2 separate regions of the Mus musculus genome follow, and region 1 is linked to region 2. The links are chromatin contacts, called in public promoter capture Hi-C maps. All regions are on one chromosome and are shown on one strand. The core of a region is the stretch at or near the end of the contact, and the rest is flanking DNA. Distances in the headings are between cores, read along the strand shown.

Region 1 (4,180 bases), core at 398-2,897, 44 kb before region 2:
TTTAATCCCAGCACTTGGGAGGCAGAGGCAGGAGGATTTCTGAGTTCGAGGCCAGCCTGGTCTACAGAGTGAGTTCCAAGACAGCCAGGGCTAGACAGAGAAACCCTGTCTCCAAAATCAAAAACAAAAACAAAACAAAAACAACAAAAACAAAAAACCTACTCACTCATCCCAACAGAATCACTGCGTTAAATCTCTCCTAAACAAAACTTGTTGACAGGGAAAATATAGTCCTTACTTATATTTATCGTTACCCCCCACCCCCAATCCCTCTTGAAACAGCTTTGCCTGCTACTTTTAAATTCACCCAACAAGGATTGTCCTAGCCTCCTGGCCTTCCCTGGGCCATTTCCGATCTTTTATTAACCTCTCACCTGGTTGGGAAGCCGCGATCCAGAGACCTGGAACTCCCTCCCACTTTCCCCTCGTGTTTGGGGAAGATACCCGAGAATGGAGCTAGCGAGAAAGCTTGATTTCTCAAACTACTTATTGATTCGTTACATTAAAAAAAAAAAGCCCCCGGAAGCGTGTTTACAGTAAATATTTGATATGTGCGCAGGCTGAGGTCTGGATTCACACTTTAATACGGTCTCTGGAAGCCCTTTCTTGATTTTCCTGAACTCGGCCGGCAGGAGGAGGCGAGAGCCTGATAGTGGCTCCCTTAGCCTGCGAACTGGCTCAGTCCGAGGGAGCAGTCCTCGGCCAATTCCCGCAAAGCCTTTTTCCTACACCCCCACAAGGCAAGGCTCTAATAGAACTTGGTTCTCACCTAGGTCCGGCTCAGTGGCACCTGTGCAAACGACCTTCAAGTCAATGTGCATCTCTGAGTTGGAAAACTGCTCTCTCTCCACTCTGACTGAAGATTTGTAGGCTTCAACCTCTAATACCGTATTTATACACACCGAAACCCTACAAACAAACATTTGCGGCGCATGATACTTTTGGGGGAGGGGCAGATAAGAAGGTTCGACCTGCTGAGGGTTAATGACAGGGACGCAAACCATCTTGAAGCAATCAACACTCAGGAACGCGAGAGATTTTGGGAAACCGAACAGTCTTCAGTGTACTAAGCTCAGGGTCCCGTTTTGGGTACCTAGTGGACTTCAGGGGTGAGGACCCACCTAGTTCCTCAGTGCAGAACATTCCACAACTCCCTCAAGGGAGCGCGAGTAGCTGGAGGAAGATAAGGCGTCCGCCTCTGGAGGAACAAGGTGTCAAAGGGACTCGGGGGGCACTCACTGGGACCCAGGGTTACTGGCGCTCACCACTCTCCCAGCAGCAAGGAAGCAGTAAGCTTGTGTTCAGCCTCCAAACTCTCCAACCTGCCTCCTCCGGCCACCTACGCTGTTCACCACCGGCTGCTTAGGACCTGGGGGCGCAGGGGCGGGGCGTCAGGCTAATTGGACCGTGACAGGTGAGCCCCTCGGCCAATCGCCGGGCAGACAGCCCTCCTCGGGCCCCCGCTGAGCGCGCCAATCCCAGACCGCCCTGAGCTTCAAGTGTGCGGAGGGGCGCGGGTCCCCACCAAGGCACCAGTGGCCTCGATGCGGTCGCTTGAGCTCTTGAGAGCAGAGAGCCGGTCTCCCCAACACAAACTCGCAGGAGCGCTCCGGTGGAAGTTCATACCAGTGAGTGGAGCGCGGTCCCCACGAGGACCGCAAAGAGGAGGCGCCTGGACGATGGTCGCTCTCAGCTGAGTTTCCGGCTGCGACTTTATTGGCAAAAAATCGCAGTAACAATACCGGCCCCAAGGCTGGCCACCGCCACGCTCAGTCTCCGTAAGCCCGCACACGACTGCATCGCCCACCCTTGGACCCTGATTGTCAGCTCCAATCGAGCCGATGGAAAAATCCAAAAATTTCCGCATCGACGCCCTGCTGGCCGTGGATCCCCCGCGAGCCGCCTCCACGCAGAGCGCGCCTCTGGCCTTGGTCACTTCCCTCGCGACTACAGTATCTGGTCCCGGCCGCGGCGGCAGCGGCGGCGGGGGGACCAGTAGCGGGGCGAGCCGTAGCTGCAGTCCCGCATCCTCGGAGGCCACTGCAGCGCCCGGTGACCGGCTGAGAGCTGAGAGCCCGTCGCCCCCACGCTTGCTGGCTGCACACTGCGCGCTGCTGCCCAAGCCCGGATTCCTGGGCGCCGGAGGAGGCGGCGGCGCGGCGGGTGGGCCGGGCACTCCCCACCACCACGCGCACCCTGGTGCAGCAGCCGCCGCGGCTGCCGCTGCCGCTGCCGCGGCTGCCGGTGGCCTGGCACTGGGGCTGCACCCGGGGGGCGCACAGGGCGGCGCGGGCCTCCCTGCACAGGCGGCTCTCTATGGACACCCGGTCTACAGTTATTCGGCAGCAGCTGCAGCGGCCGCGCTAGCTGGCCAGCACCCGGCGCTTTCCTACTCATACCCTCAGGTGCAGGGCGCGCACCCTGCGCACCCTGCCGACCCCATCAAGCTGGGTGCCAGCACCTTCCAACTGGACCAGTGGCTGCGCGCGTCTACTGCGGGCATGATCCTGCCCAAGATGCCGGACTTCAGCTGTGAGTACCTGCGCCGCACCCGGACAGTTCTCACGCGCATCCTCCTCTCTCGCACCCCCTTCCTTTTGCTCTCACCTCCTAGCGAGCTGTGGAAGAGCATCGAAGCCTCTGTGGCTCATTCCTGGGCCTGTGAGGCCTCTCGTGGGCCGCACAGAATGAAAGGAGCCTCAAATTATTAAGATGGCCACAAGCAGGCCTTGGCCTCTCTATCTCTCTTAACAGACAGGGGAGGTTGGAGGTGTGAGGCTAAAACCTAAAGAATAACCTGCAAGCTGGACAAGGAAGTGCGCGGAAAGGCTAGCCTCGATTAGGGCAGGTTTTGGGGGTCGCTGAAACCGGGGACTTATCTTGAGAAAATGAACTTTGTCAGAGGTTCCATTATAGGCTATGAAGAGACACATCACTGGGTCCAGAAGTAGCTCTTCCGTGGCCCTTGTAAGGACTCTGCCTTCCTTTGAAGGGCAAGACATTTGCATGTCTCTGTCTCTCTGTCTGTCTCTGTCTGTCTCTGTCTCTGTCTCTGTCTCTGTCTCTCTCTCTCTCTCTGTGTGTGTGTGTGTGTGTGTGTGTGTGTGTGTGTGTGTTGGTGAGGGTGGGCGTCCCTCCAAATGATGTCGAACTGGTCTGTTTGAATATAAGGTCACCGGGTCTATAAATAGAAAGTGCCTGGCTGGGAACTTCAGGTGCTCAACACCTTGGGGAGTTCCTGTCCAAGGTGAGGGCACAAAGGTCCAGTCTTCTGCATCCTCTCTGTTACCCAATAGGGACAACCTTGCGGGAGGGGGGACATTTCCGACTTCCCTGGCACATGCAGCGTCTGTGTAGGGCACCCTGGCTCTGATTTCTGCTCTGTGCCTGACTTGGATAGGGGCAAGCTGCCTTTCCTGAATGGATGGACCAGAAGATGTATATGGCTTTCTCCTGTCAGCCACTCAACACCCAAACAAAGAGACCCCATTGTTTCCGTCTGAGTGGGTTTGTTTAGACTGGGAAGATGCAGGCACTGGAGGGAGAAAAAAAGCAAAAAAGAAAACAGAAATAAACATTTGCCAGAATTCAGATTCCTCTGCTGGAAGCGGTGGTCATGACTAAACAGAGAAAGCTGGGGCCCCAGAGAACCGCAGAAGTAGCAAGGTGGTGAGAGAATCACAGCCTGCGCACTTGTTTGCTCGCAGCCACCCAGGTTTTTCCCAGCTTGGCTCCAAGAAGACTAGCCTTGTTGATCTCAGCAAAGAGGAAAGGCTCCCTTTAACCTCAGTTGGACTGCAGCTCAGACATCTCTGAAATCATTCCTATTCACTAAGTCCTAGGCAGGATCTGTGCCTGGCTGAGGAACCCAGGTTTCAGATGTCCACTATGGCTGGACTTTCCAGGCCTGAGAAGCATAGTGGTCCTGAGAAGAGCTGACCAGTGGTCAACAACAGGCCTCCATAGCTCTGGGTTTACTGGCTACACAAGTGGTCTCTGGGAGAAAAGGGATGTTTTTGTGGAGCCCAGGATCAATCAAAATCCATGTAAGTGGGATCCCTTTGCCAGAATATCCAGCCCATGATGTCTCATGGTGTGGGCATTTAAAGTATGGCCAGGTCTACATTAGGAAAAGAAAGCCAAGCCCCAGATCCCAATGGACACTAAGGAATGCAGCGGA
Region 2 (3,800 bases), core at 660-3,159:
TTTGGGGCTTGGAAGAGGCCCTGAATGAGGCTGAGTGAGGGACACAAAACAAGTGGAGAAGGTTTTAGACAAGTGATTCCAATTTATTTGTTAAGATTAGAGAGCCAACAAGGGAAGGTAAGTGACAAATTCCCACCCATGTGGCTTCCAATGAACCTTCTGATGCTTTATTCTTAAAATGGACAATTAAAAACAGACGGTGCCTCAAGGGCTGAAGACCCTGCTTACCACTAGATGAGTTCACTTCTGCAGGCTAGACCTGCAGACTTCGGCCAGGCCGCTCCTAGGACAGAGTCATGTCCTGTTCCTTTCTGCTTCTCAGAATGACCCTGTGGGTTGTTTTCAAACACGGAAAGGGCAATATCAAACAGTTGAGCATCCTACCTGTTCAAATTTAAGTCCCGTTATGTCAACCAAGAACAAGGATCCAAAACACTGTATAGTCCTAGCCTCCATCATTGGCTTTTCAGATAGTTTCTACAACTAAGTGATAGTGTGTCATATTTCTGTAAGGTTACCTGTTAATTAGGCCTTTAACATGTTTCTTGAGCCTGTCTAGCTCTTCTTTCTTGTGGACATCTATTACCTCCTCGTTCCTCAGCCGAGGAGGGATGTACTTTTCACCACTTTCAACAGAGTGACTCTCCTTGAAAACAGGAATAAAATTGTAAACAAAAATGTACAGTGGAAAATCCGGTATCTTTTGTTGTTGTTGTTGTTACTTACTCCAAACACTAACCCCATGAGAACTTGGAGCAGGGTACTGCTATTTAACGAAGTGAAGCTCTATGATTGCCTAGAATGGCCTGGGTCAGCCTGTCCCTCAGCAGGCTGTGGCTGCTACTGTGTTAGTGCAAATACTGTTCTGTACTCTGCCCCTCACTCCGTTTGGAATGACAGCCCAGAGGGCCTACAGGCTGTTCGTGACATACCTGCTGTTCTATGTCATCTTCCGAAGAGCTTCTGCTCTTTTCTACAACTTCTGCAAAACGCACTTTCTTAGTCCCTTTATTTCCCCGAGTCCCACTTTCTGCTTCTCCTCTCCTTTTCGAGTTTACATCTTCCTGATCCTCCTGCAGCACTTGCCAGTCTGGGTCCTCCTCACTTTCTTTAGAATTGCTCTCTAGGTCACTCTCCAAGACTGTCTGTCCAGTCTCCAACTTTTCTTCCTCCTCTTCCTCGCTGCTTTCGTACAGGCCGCCGCCGCTCCCACATTCCAGGGCCCCCAGGATGTAGTCCAGACCGTCGCGCGCGAAGCTGAGCGGCACCGAGCTACCATCGCCCTTCTTCTTACGCTTGTGGAGGCCGAGGCACCGTTCCAGCTTTCGGATCTCTCGGTCCTCCTCCTCGTTGGCCGCTAGAAGTGCCCGCTTCCGGGCGGTGGCGGTGGCGGGACCAGGCTTTCCAGGAGCACCTTTAGCCTTGGCCTTCGGCTGGGCCGCCGAGGCCTTGGTGTTAGTGGAGGGGGCACTGGCCTTGGCAGGGGTTGCTGTGGCCTTGGCGGGCGTCGGTCTCACCTCAGTGGGCGGTCGTCGAGTCTCCGGGCCATCGTTAAGGCCGACATTCCCCCCTTGGTCCCCTGACCCGGAGCCTACTGTCCTCTGCAGGCGCCGCGCTTTCCTCAGGTGTCGCTTCTCCTTACGAAGCTCCTTGCGGCTCTTTCGGCCGCCGGGCCGGGAGCGCGCCACAGCGCTGCGGCTCTCGCAGGCTTCGCTCTCGGAGGTAGTCCGCACGAAGTCTTCCACGGCCAGCCGCAGCCGTTTCAGGGGACCCTCCCTGCCGCCCAGACCGCGGCGGACGCCGCTACGTTTCAAGAGAGCATGTGCCATTGCTCTACACCACAACTCACAAGCCCCATGCCTATAGACGCCGTTAACTTCCGGGACGTTCCGCGGCATCACTTCCGGAAGGGGCGGGACTTCCGGAAGCGCGCTTCAATGGACTAAAAAGGACGGTGGGAGGTTTCCTCTGCTGGTAGGAGGGTACCAGGTCACAGACACTAGTAGAGTCCTTTAAAATCTGAAGCTCTTGTACTTTGTTTTGGGAAGCACTGAGAAAACCTAGGTATGGCTGTAGCATAAATTTTCACACATCCTTGCATTTTCTTGCGTGCGTGTGTACCCATGAGAAGGCAGTCAATTCTGTTTCTCTGTGTGTTTTTGGTTTTTTTTTTTTTTCTTTTTCTTTTCCTTTTCCTTTTCCTTTTCCTTTTCCTTTTCCTTTTCCTTTGAGATAGTTTCACAGTGGGTACCAAGATGGATGTCTGGCATAAAAATGGAGTTTCTTTAGCCATCACATAGAAATGGTGGCTGAACAGAGCCCGAGAGATTCAGCAAACATTGTTCCTCCACTTTCTGCTTTAGTTCTTACCTCCAGGTTCCTGCTTTGAGTTCTTGTCCTGATTTCCCTCAAAGGTGGACTTGATGTGAAAGTCTAAACTAAATAAACCTTTCTTCCTTAGTTGCTTTTTGGCCTTAGTGCTTATCACAATTACAAATGTTGTGCCCTGAGTCCACGGGAAATCCAGATGAGCTCAAGAATTGCAAAGTCCACTGCAACTCGAAAGAGTCTTTTATTGTTTAAAGTTTGAACTCAGCTCTCCTGCCTCACACTCACTACGTGAATGCTGGCAAACGACCCTGAGTCCAGAAAACACTGGGTTTATATACAGTTTAGTTTAGGAATCCCTACAGAAAAGGGGATTAGAGGGCTGTAATCATTTGGTGGATTGGTAGTGTATCGGGAAGGGGGAGTGTTAATGGGTGTCTGTTCAGGGACTAATTTTATGGCCAGTTGTAACTGTCTGTGACCTGACCTCTGTTTACCTTTTTTCCATGGTCTCCCTTGAGCTTGTTATTTCTCTAAGGTCTCAAAGACAGGCATCTGGAGTTCTGCTGCTTATCAGCAGGAGTGTTGATTTTTGGAGACACAAAGGAGGATGTCTCCTCAGAATGTCTTCATTAAGGGGAGTTTTATGGGTAGTACCATTCTAACGCCAGGGGAAGGGGAAGGAGCCCCGACTGCTGCAGGAGGACACAGCACAGAAACCAGTTGTCTGCATATTGTGCTTGCCCCAGGATAGAGGGAGGATGGGAGCTTCTGGGGGAGGGCAGGGAATGCAGAGGCAAACTGTCTGTACACAACACTGACATCTCTCTAGTATCACTAATTCGGGGGTTACAACACAGAAAGCAAGCTATTGTGATTACTTTCATTGTCAGTCTGACTGGATTTACAATAACCTGAGACACCGAGGCTCCTTTTTAGTTTGTCCATGGGGCATATCTAGCTGGTTAACAGATAGAAAAATACCCATCCCCGATGTGCTTTCATTAATTATCTCATGGGCAGGGTCCAGATGAAATGAAAGGGAAAAGGAGAAAGCCAGGGGGCACTGGAATTGCCCTTGTCTCTGCTGCCTGGGCAGTTGCAGTTGCCACATGAACATTCCATAACACATATTCCTGTTGACATCATCTGAACCACTCTTCCAGGTCTTTCTTTTCATGATGGACAGAGACCATCTGAATGATCCAAAAATAAGTGTCATCTTCATCATTATTATTCTTATGACTCTTCCTTTTCTCCTTTCCCTCTTCCCCCTTCTCATCTTTTTATTTATTTATTTAATGTACATGAGTACACTGTAGCTGTCTTCAGACACACCAGAAGAGGGCATCAGATCCATTACAGATGGTTGTGAGTCACCATGTGGTTGCTGGGATTTGAACTCAGGACCTTCAGAAGAGCAGTCAGTGCTCTTAACCTCTGAGCCATCTCTCCAGCACCAAGTGTGTTCT

What was found. Capture Hi-C pulls out chosen DNA fragments and counts their contacts.
Region 1: a contact with region 2 is called in a promoter capture Hi-C map of pancreatic islet. The contact joins the promoter of Mnx1 here to the promoter of Nom1 in region 2. A contact is called at or near these places in 3 of 39 promoter capture datasets (the 3T3-L1 cell line, embryonic stem cells and macrophages), 1 of 15 datasets of contacts at CTCF or cohesin (the NIH/3T3 cell line), 5 of 484 Hi-C or Micro-C datasets (embryonic stem cells, extraembryonic endoderm stem cells and muscle stem cells), 8 of 115 datasets of contacts at active chromatin or transcription factors (the 230-238 cell line, the SCID.adh cell line, double positive thymocytes and 2 more) and 3 of 9 other capture datasets (adipose tissue, liver and pancreatic islet).

Annotation. Positions count from the first base shown.
Region 1 is chr5:29,475,937-29,480,116 of GRCm38.p6, reverse strand. Mnx1 (motor neuron and pancreas homeobox 1) reads left to right here and starts at 1,647. Exons shown (of 3, transcript NM_019944.2): 1 at 1,647-2,532. The coding sequence starts at 1,842.
Region 2 is chr5:29,432,776-29,436,575 of GRCm38.p6, reverse strand. Nom1 (nucleolar protein with MIF4G domain 1) reads right to left here and starts at 1,909. Exons shown (of 11, transcript NM_001033457.2): 1 at 933-1,909; 2 at 519-646. The coding sequence starts at 1,898.